3 separate regions of the Sus scrofa genome follow, and all the other regions are linked to region 3. Evidence: chromatin contacts called from public Hi-C and HiChIP or PLAC-seq data. All regions are on one chromosome and are shown on one strand. Each heading gives the region's core, a stretch centred on a gene start, on an enhancer-like site or on the middle of the called end of the contact. The rest is flanking DNA. Distances are from core to core; before and after follow the strand shown.

What was found. A called contact is a pair of places that touch in the nucleus more often than the background predicts. HiChIP or PLAC-seq counts read pairs in DNA pulled down with a chosen protein or histone mark.
Region 1: a contact with region 3 is called in a Hi-C map of skeletal muscle, with 4 times the contacts expected there. The contact joins two enhancer-like sites. A contact is called at or near these places in 1 of 5 promoter capture datasets (liver), 19 of 47 Hi-C or Micro-C datasets (alveolar macrophages, brain, embryonic fibroblasts and 12 more) and 1 of 2 datasets of contacts at active chromatin or transcription factors (skeletal muscle).
Region 2: a contact with region 3 is called in an H3K27ac HiChIP or PLAC-seq map of skeletal muscle, with 3 times the contacts expected there. The contact joins two enhancer-like sites. A contact is called at or near these places in 2 of 47 Hi-C or Micro-C datasets (embryonic fibroblasts and liver) and 1 of 2 datasets of contacts at active chromatin or transcription factors (skeletal muscle).

Annotation. Positions count from the first base shown.
Region 1 is chr8:111,797,419-111,802,034 of Sscrofa11.1, forward strand. It overlaps ENPEP (glutamyl aminopeptidase), which reads right to left. Exons shown (of 20, transcript NM_214017.1): 11 at 1,182-1,261. All of the region lies in intron 3 of LOC106504743 (a long non-coding RNA gene), which reads left to right. Among named protein-coding and RNA genes, the nearest start is that of ENPEP, 59 kb to the right of the region's middle. Within about 2 kb of position 2,218, at least 1 of the 83 cell types and tissues checked has an H3K27ac peak or open chromatin away from gene starts, as enhancers often do. A contact at or near this core is called in skeletal muscle, where this site is marked.
Region 2 is chr8:111,941,109-111,945,692 of Sscrofa11.1, forward strand. All of the region lies in intron 4 of LOC106504743 (a long non-coding RNA gene), which reads left to right. Among named protein-coding and RNA genes, the nearest start is that of ENPEP, 85 kb to the left of the region's middle. Within about 2 kb of position 2,078, at least 3 of the 83 cell types and tissues checked have an H3K27ac peak or open chromatin away from gene starts, as enhancers often do. A contact at or near this core is called in skeletal muscle, where this site is marked.
Region 3 is chr8:112,252,200-112,256,332 of Sscrofa11.1, forward strand. It overlaps EGF (epidermal growth factor), which reads right to left. Exons shown (of 24, transcript NM_214020.1): 17 at 3,090-3,206; 18 at 2,295-2,420; 19 at 1-13. Among named protein-coding and RNA genes, the nearest start is that of EGF, 76 kb to the right of the region's middle. Within about 2 kb of position 1,837, at least 2 of the 83 cell types and tissues checked have an H3K27ac peak or open chromatin away from gene starts, as enhancers often do. A contact at or near this core is called in skeletal muscle, where this site is marked.

The DNA.
Region 1 (4,616 bases), core at 968-3,467, 450 kb before region 3:
CAGCTCCATTCGACCATTAGCCTGGGAACCTCCATATGCCACAGACGTGGCCCTAAAAAGACCAAAAAAAAAAAAAAAAAAGCTGTGAAAGGCAAAATTCTTTTGAGATGGCTGCTAAAACCTACCTTATTTATTGTTTTTTTGGCTATCTGTAGTAGAGAACATGTGATAAGTTCTCCTTGTTTTTATATAACAATTTTTTCAAGAAAGGGAAAGACAGGAGTTCCCGTCATGGCGCAGTGGTAAACGAATCCGACTAGGAATCACAAGGTTGTGGGTTCGATCCCTGGCCTCGCTCAGTGGGTTAAGGATCCAGCATTGCCATGAGCTGTGGTGTAGGTTGCAGACGCGGCTCGGATCCCGCATTGCTGTGGCTCTGGTGTAGGCCGGTGGCTTCAGCTCCGATTAGCCCTCTAGCCTGGGAAACTCCATATGCTGCGAATGCGGCCCTAGGAAAGCCAAAAAAAAAAAAAAAAGAAAAAAAAAGAAAGGGAAAGACAAATCAATGGAGATAGAATACAGAAATGTATTTCTAGTTGATTTATGTGAACAGACCAGTCACAGTTGAATTTTAACATAGGCAAGTGCCAAGTCATTCACTTGGGGAGATGGTTGGATGGATTGATATAGAGAGTGCCTTGAGTTACTGGTGACAACTTATAGCTCAGAAAAGATACTTTGGGATCATTAAAGAGTCTAACGTGCTAATCTGAATAAAAATGATAAGTCTAATTTACTGAAAGAATTTTTAAAATCAGACTTGCCATATAACAATTTAAGAAATTCAGTGGCTTACTTATCTGATTTTTTTAAAAAAGAAAGGAAGAAAGAAAGAAAAGGGAGGAAAGGAGAAAGGAGAGGAAAGGAAGAAAATTTATATGTTGATCTTCCAATGAATGGTTCAGTATATGACCCTTCTCCTTTGGCTATGGGTATTTATTATTGTGTCAGTCATGGTAAGTCATTAAAAAGAATTTAAGGTAGAAAAGTTCTCATTATTATGGATAAGGATTTGGGCTCACCCATTAATTATTTAAGAGGTTTCTTTTAGCTGAAACTTATATAAGTTCAAGCTTTCTTGTTGTTTATTGACACTTACATTCATTTAATGTAGTGCTCATTCAAAGTAGCAATTCAATCCATTAATTCGAAGAAGAAAGAAATCAATTGACAATATTTACCTCCTGTTTCTGACCTGTTGTAGATTGTAATCGTTGATTCATTATCGTTAGTCCATCTAACTGGAATATTCCATGTGTAGCTAAAGTTTTTTAAAAAGGAAAATTTTAATTTTATTACTAAAAATAAAAACATTTCCAAAATAAAAGAAATTAAAAAAGCAATAGACAAGCATGTTTTCCTCATAAGTGATTGTCTAGTTTAGTATACCATTAAACAGCTAATACAATGTTGTTTTGTGATAAAGATAGGCTATGCAACTGCTTTCAATTTCTATAAATCTAAAATTTGGAATTTTGTATCAAAAATTAGCTAAGGATGAAGAAGATTGTTTAAATTAAAATGCCTTCAGGCTTTGGAATAAAGATATTGCACAAATGTAATACATGATATAAAATTGAGCATCACACACATATTTGCATACACTCTAATATGCTATAATTTCTGTTCAGCAAACACAAAGCTTTTTTAGAATTCAGAAGACAATCATAAAGGCTGTGAAGGAAATAACACATTTCTCATATCATATATTAGCAGTCAGAAAATACAGGAGGTCTAGAGCGGGGATGAGTCTGTGTTTGGGTTTGGGTTTCAACTCAAAGTTAGCCTTGTTTTTTTTTTTTTTTTTTTTTTTTTCATCTGTGGTCATTCAAGTCCCTAATAAGAATGGGGGAATGATATATCTCCCTTTCAAGATATAATAAAATTTATGTAACTCAGCAAGAATGTATATTTGCCATCTACATGAAAGAAGTAATCCTTTGTTTTATAACTATTGAAATGTTTTATAGATTGAGGTTTTTCTAGCTCTCGAAGGATTTTTTCAGTGGAATGTTTTTGGCTATAAGTTTCTTAGAACCAATACATAAGTTGTTTCTTGGGTCCTATAGGAGACATTGTCAGTGCCCCTCCCTTATCCCCTTGAATCTCTTTGTCATTTTTGGGCACCCTAGATTCCAATGTATTTTCCCTGCCAACAGCCAGCACCTGGGTCTCTCTGTCAGAAGACTGCCCTCTGGCGCCTAAGCAGGGCAAACCAGAAGTTCCTGGAAATGTGCATCCTTGGATGCAGCCCTTAGCCAATGATGAATGGGCATGAGGGTATTCTTTGTCTCATCTGGCAGGACCACTCTAAAGCACTGTCTCCAGAATTTCCCTGCAGGGTAATTCCCCTGGACTGGACCTCCTCGATGTTGCACCTTTGGTGCTCAGTATCCCATTTCCCACTCCCCTGTTAGCCTTTCCCAGAAACATTTCCTAATGAGTCACTTCCACTTGAATGATCACCTCAGGGTCTGATTTTAGTGAAGCCAATCTAAGAATGATCACTTGTAGCTTCTCAAGAGACAGACAAAGGAGGATTTTTTAAAAAGTCACATCCTACCTACAGATTTTACTCTTGCACTGCTCTGCTGGTTTGGTGTTGCCATGTAGACTAACATTTCATTCCCCCTGACCTTTTCCCAGTGCCAGCCCGGCTGAAACAACAGAGTGTGCAGTGTCTGGATACCCTACATGCACAGTCAGGATCTCACATTTCCACTGTCAGCCCTAAGACATGGTCTCTGAGACTAGGCTGTGCCTAAGAGTGAGCATAAGATATACTCTACAAATGTAAAAATATTACTCTGAGGTCTGTAAAAGCATCATAACACAAAAAGGGATAGAGGATTAAGGCAATGTAATTTTATAATTTTGGAACCATTTACAGAATCTAATCTAATCTGAGTAAAATAATAGATTTGAGAGTATGAAATATTAAGAAATGGAAATAACAAAAATGAAATAATAGTTTTCTATATTTTGTCTAAAATTCATGAGTATCAGCTTTTATTTTTTAAAGGTATAATTCACTTTTTTTTTCTTTTTTTAGGGCCACACCCACAACATATGGAAGTTCCCAGGCTAGGGGTCAAATCGGAGCTGTAGCCACTGGCCTATACCACAGCCACAGCAACACCAGGTCCAAGTCACATCTGAAACCTTCACCACAGCTTGCAGCAATGTCAATCCTTAACCCACCGAGCAAGGCCAGTGATCGAACCCACATCCTCATGTATACTAGTCAGGTTTATAACTGCTGAGCCACATCGGGAACTCCTGTAATTCACCTTTTAAATGTCGAGCAATGTAACAGCTTCTGGCAATATAAATATGGCCAATCTAATTTTCACTAAGGAAGCTGACTTTGATTGCGCTAACACAGTACACCTCCTACCATTCTCCCACCTGTTTAAATTGAGTGGCCTGCCGAAGACATATAAGCTTGTCTCATAGAGAATTCTCCCTGATGGAGATGTGAAATGGCCCATTTCTAAGAGATGGTTGAGGCCATAGTGTTAAAACTAACTTACACACGTGTGGGCCTTTTATTTATTCATTTTAATTAATTAATTAATTATTTATTTATTTTTGCCTTTTTCTAGGGTTGCTCCTGCAGCATGTGGAGGTTCCCAGGCTAGGGGTCTAATTGGAGCTGTAGCTGCCAGCCTACGCCACAGCCACAGCAACGCAGCTTCCAGGCTGCCTCTGCGACTTACACCACGGCTCACGGCATCGCCAGTTCCTTAACCCACTAAATAAGGCCAGGATCGAACCCACAACTTCATCATTCCTAGTCGGATTCGTTTACCACTGTGCCACGATGGAACTCCTGTGTGGACCTTTTAGATTATAAAAATTTTCTATAAAAATTAGAGTTCCATAGCCTTGGAAGATTTAAGCAGTGAGAAAAGGGAAAAGGCCATTCAGTTTAGACTATAGCTTAACATTGTCTACCAGGTAGGAGTATACAATAGCTTGGAGAAAAGAAAAAGCTGATTTCTTTCTGGGGGCATTAAGGCATATATTATAATTTCACTTTTTAATCAAGTTAAAAATAAGGATAACTTTTGGTATTTTGTCCTTTTCTCTCTTCCTTGTTCAGGAGCCGCTATAGATTCCCAACAGTAAAAACTCAAGTTTTCTAGGTTTATTTTCCTATGCATATATCATTTATAACTTTTTTTTACAAAAATGGAACAAGTAGATTGATTTTATTGTAAACGATGACTAAAAATTATGTATCTATGAAAAACATAATGCATCTATGAATCTAAAAATTTTAAAAAGTATCTGAAGGTTAATACTAGAAAAATTAGAGAAAAATGCAAATGTTAGTATAGTTCCATGGTCTAAATCTTGATGAATGCAGTTTAAAGAGTTATTATAATTTAAACATGATTTTGATCTGATGATATGTTTATTTTTCCTAGTAATACATTTTTTGTTTGTGTGGAGAGGAATCCATAACCAAAGAATAGTTTTTTAAAATCCAATCCTGCTGGTTTAAAAACAGCGTTGGCTCTCTGGCTGACAAATCACTGGATATGAATAACAGAAGGGAACAATTAGTGTAAAGCTTTCCCAATGGGAGTTTGTTTTGCAAGAAAGAAATA
Region 2 (4,584 bases), core at 828-3,327, 310 kb before region 3:
CCCTAGCCTGGGAACCTCCATATGCCACGGGAGCGGCCCAAGAAAAGGCAAAAAGTAATAATAATAATAATAATAATAATCTCTGTCTGTATTTCTAACACTTTACACACCTCTCTCAGGTCTACTCAAATGTCACCTGCTCAGAAAACCTTGCTCCTGGTACACAGTATCTTATTTATTTATTTATTTATTTTGTCTCTTTAGGGCCATCCCCGAGTCATATGGAAGTTCCCAGGCTAGGGGTTAAATTGGAGCTGCAACAGCTGGCCTATACCACAAGCACAGCCATGCCAAATCCTAACCATATCTGCGACCTACACCACAGCTCATGGCAACGCCGGATCCTTACCCACTGAGCAAGGCCAGGGATCGAACCTGCGTTTTCATGGATGCTGGTCAGATTCATTTCTGCTGAGCCACAACGGGAACTCCGTGGTGCACAGTATCTAAAATTTCAACTCTCCTTCCCCTAACACTTTTCCCATTCCTTGATTTGTTTTTTTCTCAAATAGACTATATATTTTATTTTTAAAATCTTGGATATTATCTGTCTCCCCTTGGCTCCAGATGGCCTTCATGGACCCTAAACATTTTTGCTTTCATGAGCCCCTTCTTGCACCAAAAATATCAAAAATTGACTCTGTTGGTACAAAGACATATATAATCCAGGCTCAATTCATTATTTTATATTCATTTTCTTCTGATTTCAACGGAAGTTACAACACACAATTTTGTGAATCCTACACATTGTGTTTACTCTGCCTAAAAAGTCAGTACCAGTCTCCCCAAGCACAAGCCAGTTGGGAGTACAAGCCTTCTAGGGCACCGTGCTCTTCACTCTATAAATGTGATCCAACCCTGAGACTGTGGTCTTATAAATAACATAAATTGCTTTAAACCAGGTGATGTGAGAGTCATTGGCGTTCTGCTGACTATGCTGATAGGTTTCAAGAGGTCTGCTTCTTCAAAATACCCCTCTCTATGGTAGACCTCTTACTCTGAACCCTTGAAACTACAAGTTCAAGGGCAAGTGTTGGTAGCTGGGCACGTGTTGACAAGTGTTGGTATGTTGAAACTGACCTGCAGACACCTTAGAGAGACTATTTCCTGAGTTCTGCTGACTCAGTTGCCAAGTGTGCTCTACTTCAGACAGTTTCATTTTAAAAGATGCTGTTTTAAATGTCTATGACAGGAAGTTAGGCTGCCTCGAAAGCTAAGGTTTATAAAAACATTGATTGTGTTTGATTATAAAATGTCTTTAAAGGTTTCATTTCAAACTACACATATAAGGCAATTCTGCAACATGTCCCCAAGGAGATCTCCCAGACCAGAGAGTTGAGGTTGATGAAGCAATAGCCAGCAATGTCTTTTCCAGGTTGTACATTATATTTGGTAAAGTATAATCCTTTCACATCCAAAAAGACAAGTTTACCCAGTATGTGTATCTTGGGTGACATTTACGTGTTCTATAAAATTTCAGGCAGTTCCCTGGTGTCTAGTCGTTAGGACTTGGTGCTTTCACCATTGCGGCCCAGGTTCAGTCCCTGGTCTGGAAACTTTGGTCCCACATCAAGCTGCTGCATATTGTGGCCAAAGTAAATAAATAAATAGACACTCAGCAGGTTTCTTTTGAACTCTTACTTTGTTTTATAGCAAAGATCCCAACTGAACTTATTCTATTTACCCCAGAATTCAGATGGAGTGAGCCATCATGAGAAAAAAGTATCAAGACTCAATAAGTTTCAAGAACAATGGGAAAGTTTCTAAAGGAAGAAATGAATTGAAATTCTTTCCCATTGCATAGACAGAATATAAGTTCATCCTTTTTGTTCACTGATATGTCCCTAAAATCTAGAACAATGTGTATACGTTGCAGGTGCTCGATAAGTATTTATGAATACTTGAATGCATTGTGTTTCTGTCCAGGGCACACAGATTCCACTGAATCACAGCATAAGGGAGCTACCAAAAAGCAAACGCTAGAACTGCTTAGGAAACTATCTGAAAGCACAGCACAGCTGCTACATTTGGCGATAGAAGTTTGAACAGTGGCCAGAGGCAGGGCAGTCAGTTTCAAAAGATAGGATCCTTGTACCAACATCAATGTTCTTGGCTTGAAGTGTGGCAGATATAAGTAGAAATAGTAGCTGGCACTGGAGATCATGCCCTCATTAGCCATTAGCGGGAAATCTGCTGCTTTTAATAGTAATGAGGGCCATCACCCCTGAGAAGCAGAGCTGAGAAGAGGTAAAAATGAACCCCACAAAGTAGCCAAGAAAATTAGTTTATGACTCATGGATCCCAAGCACCAAATTTCTTTATGCTCTAAGGTAGCTACTCTTCTAGGCCAGGGTCTGCCTTGAATTGGTTGTTGAACTCGAAAGTTGATTCGCCCTGCCTCTAGCCATCCAGCTTTCTTTTTTAAACAGGATTCTAATCTTGGTTTTAGAAGGTGTTTTATAATAAGTACTGATAACACCAAATGGGAAATAAGCAATTTTCAACACTATTTTTTTTTGTCCGCTTTTTAGGGCTACACTCTTGACATATGGAAGTTCCCTGGCTCCCAGGCTAGAGGTCAAATCGGAGCTACAGCTGCTGGCCTACACCACAGCCATAGCAAAGTGGGATCCCAGCTGTGTCTGCGGCTTACACCACAGCTCACAGCCATTCCCGATCTCTGACTCACTGAGCGAGGCCAGGGATGGAACCCGCATCCTCATGGATACCAGTTGGGCTCATTACCCATGAGCCACAACAGGAACTTCCCAACACTCTAATTACTGTGGAGGAACCCATGGGCAAACCCAACCCTGGGACACTACAACTCTACAAGTCAATTTAGATGTTTGTTCTTTTTTTTTTTTTTTTTTTGTCTTTTTGCCTTTTCTAGGGCTGCTCCCATGGCATAAGGAGGTTCCCAGGCTAGGGATCTAATCTGAGCTGTAGCCTCCAGCCTACACAGCAAAAGCAACACTGGATCTGAGCCGCATCTGCAGTCTACACCACAGCTCACGGCAATGCCGGATCCTTAACCCACTGAGCAAGGCCAGGGATCAGACCTGCAATCTCATGGTTTCTAGTCGGATTCGTTAACCACCGAGCCACAACGGGAACTCCTAGATGCTTGTTCTTATATAAGATCCTTTATAAAGTAACTTTTGAAATGGCCTCAAAAGTAACAGCTTCCTTTATAACTTGGAGAATATCACAGATGGATAAAAATAATCACAAATTTCTATAGAATATGCGGGGAAATTGAATTTGCAACATGGTGAATACCCTCTTTCATTTCACCTTCGAGAAATTTCCTCTCAACAAAGTAATTCACAGTATCTTATCTTTCAAGAAGTTCCCCAAAATGAGAGTAGAATGGTGTGGGGAAAATGATTTTTGACATAATATTCAAATATGCTTTATAAAGATACATATCTAGGGGTTGAAGTTAAAAATTAAATGGAAAGAAATCTCCTTAAAGAAGGGCTATTGAATAGTATGAGATTCTTGAAATGACATGAATTTTTTTATAGGTAAGATTTTGATAAAAGGAGACAGGAAGAATGAAGCTGTTTTTGGAATGCTGACTGCATGTCAGGATAGATGCTTTCAAATATATTTTCACTAATCTTATAATATCTTAGAATTTCATTTTTAAAATCTTAAAGGAAATAAATTTGGAAAAAAATAGGATATAAAAAGTGGAATTATTCTGTTTTACTGGAGAAAGATGAATATAGATGCAGAAATCTTCAACAAAATACTAGCAAACTGAATTCGGTAGCATATTAAGAGGATTATGCATCTTGACTAAGTGGGGTTTAGCCCAAGAAAGCAATATAATATGCTACATTAATAGAATGGAGGTGGGAAATGATCATTTCAATTCATGCAGAAAAAAATTGACATTTTTGGTGTTAGCAAAACCAAACAATGTTAGTTATCACTAAACTAACACCATATAATGATAAAAACAAACTAGGAATATAAGGGAATTTCCTCAACATGATACAAGACATTTGTGAAAGATTATAAGTAATATTATACTCGATGAAAAACTGAAAGTTTTCTCCCTAAAATCAAGAACAAAACGAGAATGCTACATTTGCTGCTTCTAGTCAATGTTGTGCTGAAAGTTTGAGCCAGATCAGTTAGGGGAAGAAAATAGGAAAAAGGAAAGAAAGAAGAGAGAAGCAAAATGTATCTTAAGCAGAAAGAGAGAAGTAAAATTATCTCTGATGTCAGATGACATGATCCTTATATAGAGAGAGTAGGTTCAGTCCCTGGCCCTGGCCCAGGGAACTTCTATATGCCTCAGATATGACAAAAGAAAGAAAGAGAGAGAGAGAGAGAGAGAGAGAGAGAGAGAGAGAAAGAAAAAGAAAGAAAGAAGGAAGGAAGGAGAGAAAGAAAGAAGGAAGGAAGGAAGGAGAGAAAGAAAGAAGGAAGGAAGGAAGGAGAGAAAGAAAGAAGGAAGGAAGGAGAGAAAGAAAGAAAAAGAAAAGAAAGAGAAAAAGAGAAAAAGAAAGGGAGGGAGGGAAGGAAGGAAGGAAAGAAGGAAGGAAGAAGGAAGAAAATATTCATTGT
Region 3 (4,133 bases), core at 587-3,086:
CACTCATCAATATCTGCCAGAAAAAGGGAGTAGAAAGAAGTGGGGTGTGGAGGAGAACAGAGGACTGTACAATTGGAAACACCAATATTCTGGAAGGGGAGCATCTTCCACTCATGTCACACTGCGTATTCTCAGAGTCCCACACATTTTTAGGTTGAAAAATTCTAGTATACATGTTGGAGAGAGAGATGACCTGGGCCCCTCGGTTGCATGCCCAGGCAGGTAAACTGGAAGTTTCCCTACTGGTTGTAAGGAAAGGAAATTTCTCAGCATAAGTAGCTCAGTGGGAAGGGTGGAGATGGTTAACAGTCTCTAGGTAAACATTCAGAAGTTCAGATCAGAGGAAACATTTTTGCCTTTTTTCACAGAAACAAACGAAGGCATCACGTTTTGTTTTGTTTTGTTTTTTTGTTTTGGTTTTTTTTTTTTTTTTTTTGCTCATTAGGGCCTCACCCTTGGCATATGAAGGTTCCCAGGTCAAACTGGAGCTGCAGCTGCCAGCCTACCCCATAGCCACGGCAACACAGGATCCAAGCCTCGTCTGCAACCTGCACCACAGCTCATGACAACACCGGCTCCTTAATCCATTGAGCGAGGCCAGGGATCAAACCCACATCCTCATGGATCCTAGTTGGGTTTGTTAACTGCTGAGCCATGAAGGGAACTCCATGAAAGCATCACTTTCTTTCCCAACGACTCCCCTTTCCTTGTCTCAGTTACTGCCACCCTAACACTGAAGTCCTTTCTCTGTAAAATTTCCTGCTGCTCTAAGAGGAGCAGTCTTCTACCTTCCCTCCATCCCAGCTCTCCTCCACTCCACTCCTAAACACCAGCGCCAGATTAATCGTCCTGAACCACATCTCCCATCACAGCACCACTTGACCCAAATGCTGCCAGTGCTCGTCTGTTGCCTGGAGCCGTATTGAAGCGCTATCCTGAATAGTGCAAATGGAGTCTTTTTCTGTGTTCTTTTTTAAACTGACATCCTATTGTAATCTCTATGAACTATCACCTTGAGAATGAGATAGAAGCAAAAACAAAGATGGACTCTTGGCCAGGAAACACAACTACTCTTAGGAATAACAACGACCGTTGTTTTCTATGGCACTTACTATGTGCTAGGCATGGTTCAAAGTGCTAAATCTGCATGGAGGGGAGCAGCACAGAGAATAAGAACAAGCCCAGGGCTTCCAGGTGGCCCAAGGACTCTGTGCCAACAGGGCAGGCTGGGCGAGGACACCCTGCTGCGTGGAAGGAGGTGGGTGAGTTGCAGGGTGAGAGTCCAGAGCATAGTGAGTTTAAGCATCCAAGAAAGTATACCTTCCCTTTTTCTTCAAAGTCAATTAAATATAAAGCCTGTTTGTCTAAATTATCTGTGAGCCTGCTTAATGAGACCAGTGACATTTTCCTGACTGACAGCCAAATATGTGCTTAAAAGAGCATTTACAGATGTCTGTGGACTCCGCAAAACTAATCTGATAAAGGTCTGATTTAAACCGACTAGATCCAGACAATTGGTAGTCATGACTGATGTTTCATCTTCAACCTCAGCATGTTGGGAGAAAGCAGTACCATATTAGTTTTTATCAGGGCATCTGCCCCTGGCCGTGAAAAGATTTTTGTTTTCAGAAGGAAAAGAAAAGACTGAGAGAGACATTTGAAAGCCCCGTAAAACTTGAGATAACGATTTTACTGGGCCACGATGGCTTCAGGCAGGTCTCTACTTGCTGCCACGCTACTGACACCTGGAATGGTACCTGGCATCTGTTAAGTGAACTCCCAACCCTCCAGCCACACCCAGAACTTGGCAGAGGACGGCGATTAGGAAAGAGGTCTTCATCATCCCTCGCTTGCTAAATGTCAGCAGCTTGAACTTCTCAAGAGTCAGCCAGCGAGCCCTTTCCCAGAACCACCCCTCCTCTCGTTTGCTCACAGCGGGGACCTCCAATAAAAACCACATCAGCTCACGTTAGGGACCAAGAAAGTGCTGTTCAGTTCCCCACCCCGATGTGGAGTCCTGATGAAGCCCTGAGGTCGCTCACCCTGAGAAAGAACCAGGGGGAAACAGAGCGCTGAGGCTGACGAGTGCCAATCATGGCCAAAGGGGATGAACTTGACTGTTTACCAAGAACTTGACTGTTTACCAAGAACTGAAAGATGTCAGGTCCTCTTTTGGTCTTAACTTGTGTGTCACCCCAATTAGATCCCATCTTTTCTCGGCCCACCACGCCCCGTGTTTGGTGAGTCTCCAAGGCCTGCCTCCACCCTCCTCCTTCAGCCCGCAGCTCTCTTACCGAGACAGTGGATCCCATCTCCCTGGTAGCCTTCCGAGCAGCGGCAGACGTGACCACCTTCGGTATTGATGCACTCGGAGGAGGTAGGAGGGCACACCGAGGTGCCCAGCTCACACTCATCTATATCTGTGGACAAACGATGAACTAGTGAAACGTGCAGGCAATCCTGGTATAAATGAAAATAGCAGGAAAGAATAGTATAGTCTTTCATACAATCATCCAGCGACAAATAGGTTCTGTTTGCAAATGTAATACAAGCCCTGCATCCTGGACATCAAGTTCACTTCTGAATCAATTTTTATCGATTTCTCAGTGTTCAGTTAGCTAAGTATGTGTTAATAATCACTTTGTGCTAGAGTTTCAGACTGTACGATGGGAGATTTTTACAGTAATGACTATCAATACCAAATAGAAACCCATTCAGCAAAACCCACTTAACAATGAAAACTTATGACCTAAGCTTTTTTTGGGGGGCTGCTTTTATTGGAATTGAGGCATTTATAAATTTGACTTGAACACAGATTCATACTTCAGAAGCTAATTATAAATTCTTTATCCTTAATATCAATTGCATATATTACGGCACGTTAATGTAAATGCCGTGTAATCTAACACGATATTAAATGTTTCAGATTTTCTATGCCTACCTCCATGATCTTTTTAGCTAGTATCAAACAACATTCAATCCCGCTGATCACATAAATCCTTCTGGAGATTTTGCATCGGTATGATCTGAGAGGATGTTTTTGATTCATTATTTTCCAGATATTATGTGTATTTGGCCTTTGCTCTTACCAGAACACAGGTTTCCATCTCCAGCAAATCCTTTCAAACACTGACACGTGGCGTCCTCTCCCTCTGTAACACACCGCGCCTGCGCACTGCATCCCGCAGCGCCGCAGTCCTCGTCATCTGCATGGTGAGAACCCCATCAGATTATTTCCAGACCTCAGAGAAGAAAATGGATTTTAATGTTTGGAGGCCTACAGAACATGCCAGCACTTCCTTTCCCAAGATCTGGGATAGGTTAACCTCCAAAAAGAAACACCGTGTTGACCTTTAAGCTAGATCTATATTAAAGGATCCACAAGCCATGTGTTTCCGTTTACATGCTCTCAACAAATCTTTAGTCTTACAAGAATGATGCAGTGTTCAAAGACCTCTGTATGAACTTGTTTACAATGTTTTTAAAAAAAAGCATTTGAAAACTTGAACTGTAAAATTTCTAGGAGTAAATGGACTTGAATTTCAAAAATTGTGTTGCCTATTTGAGAATTTCCAACCATCATGATATATAAAAAGGGTCAATATATTCTTATCCCCCACGGGAACATAGACTAATATATAGCAAGTAGATCTGTGTACCAACATGGCAAGGCGATTTAATCATAAAAAGATTTATTGTCGATTTACTAAAATTATGTTTCATAGATAATAGAATATGTATGTCAAAATGGAAGTTTATTATCATGATTTATTCAGTGACTTGCAAACCTCAAGGCACTTTTATGGAGTCATGAACCGTACAAACTGAATGCTGTAAATGGATCACTTCATTTCATACGCCATTGAAATGCAAATGCCCTGGGGGATGGAGTTGCATGTTGAGCCATAAACATGAGTGAATTTTTTTTTTCTTTGCTTATGTACATAATCATTCTCAAATGCCTCCTCCCTGTTGGAGTTAAGGGTATCTGACATACCGCAGTAGGATATAATCTTCTGTCTTTTCACTGGTAAATTTGCTCATGAGAACAAGAAAGGTCAAGAGACCCCCCAAAGTTGCCCAGAAATTAAAGAAAGTTAAATGATCTAAGCAGGATTCAGGTGTCATGCGAA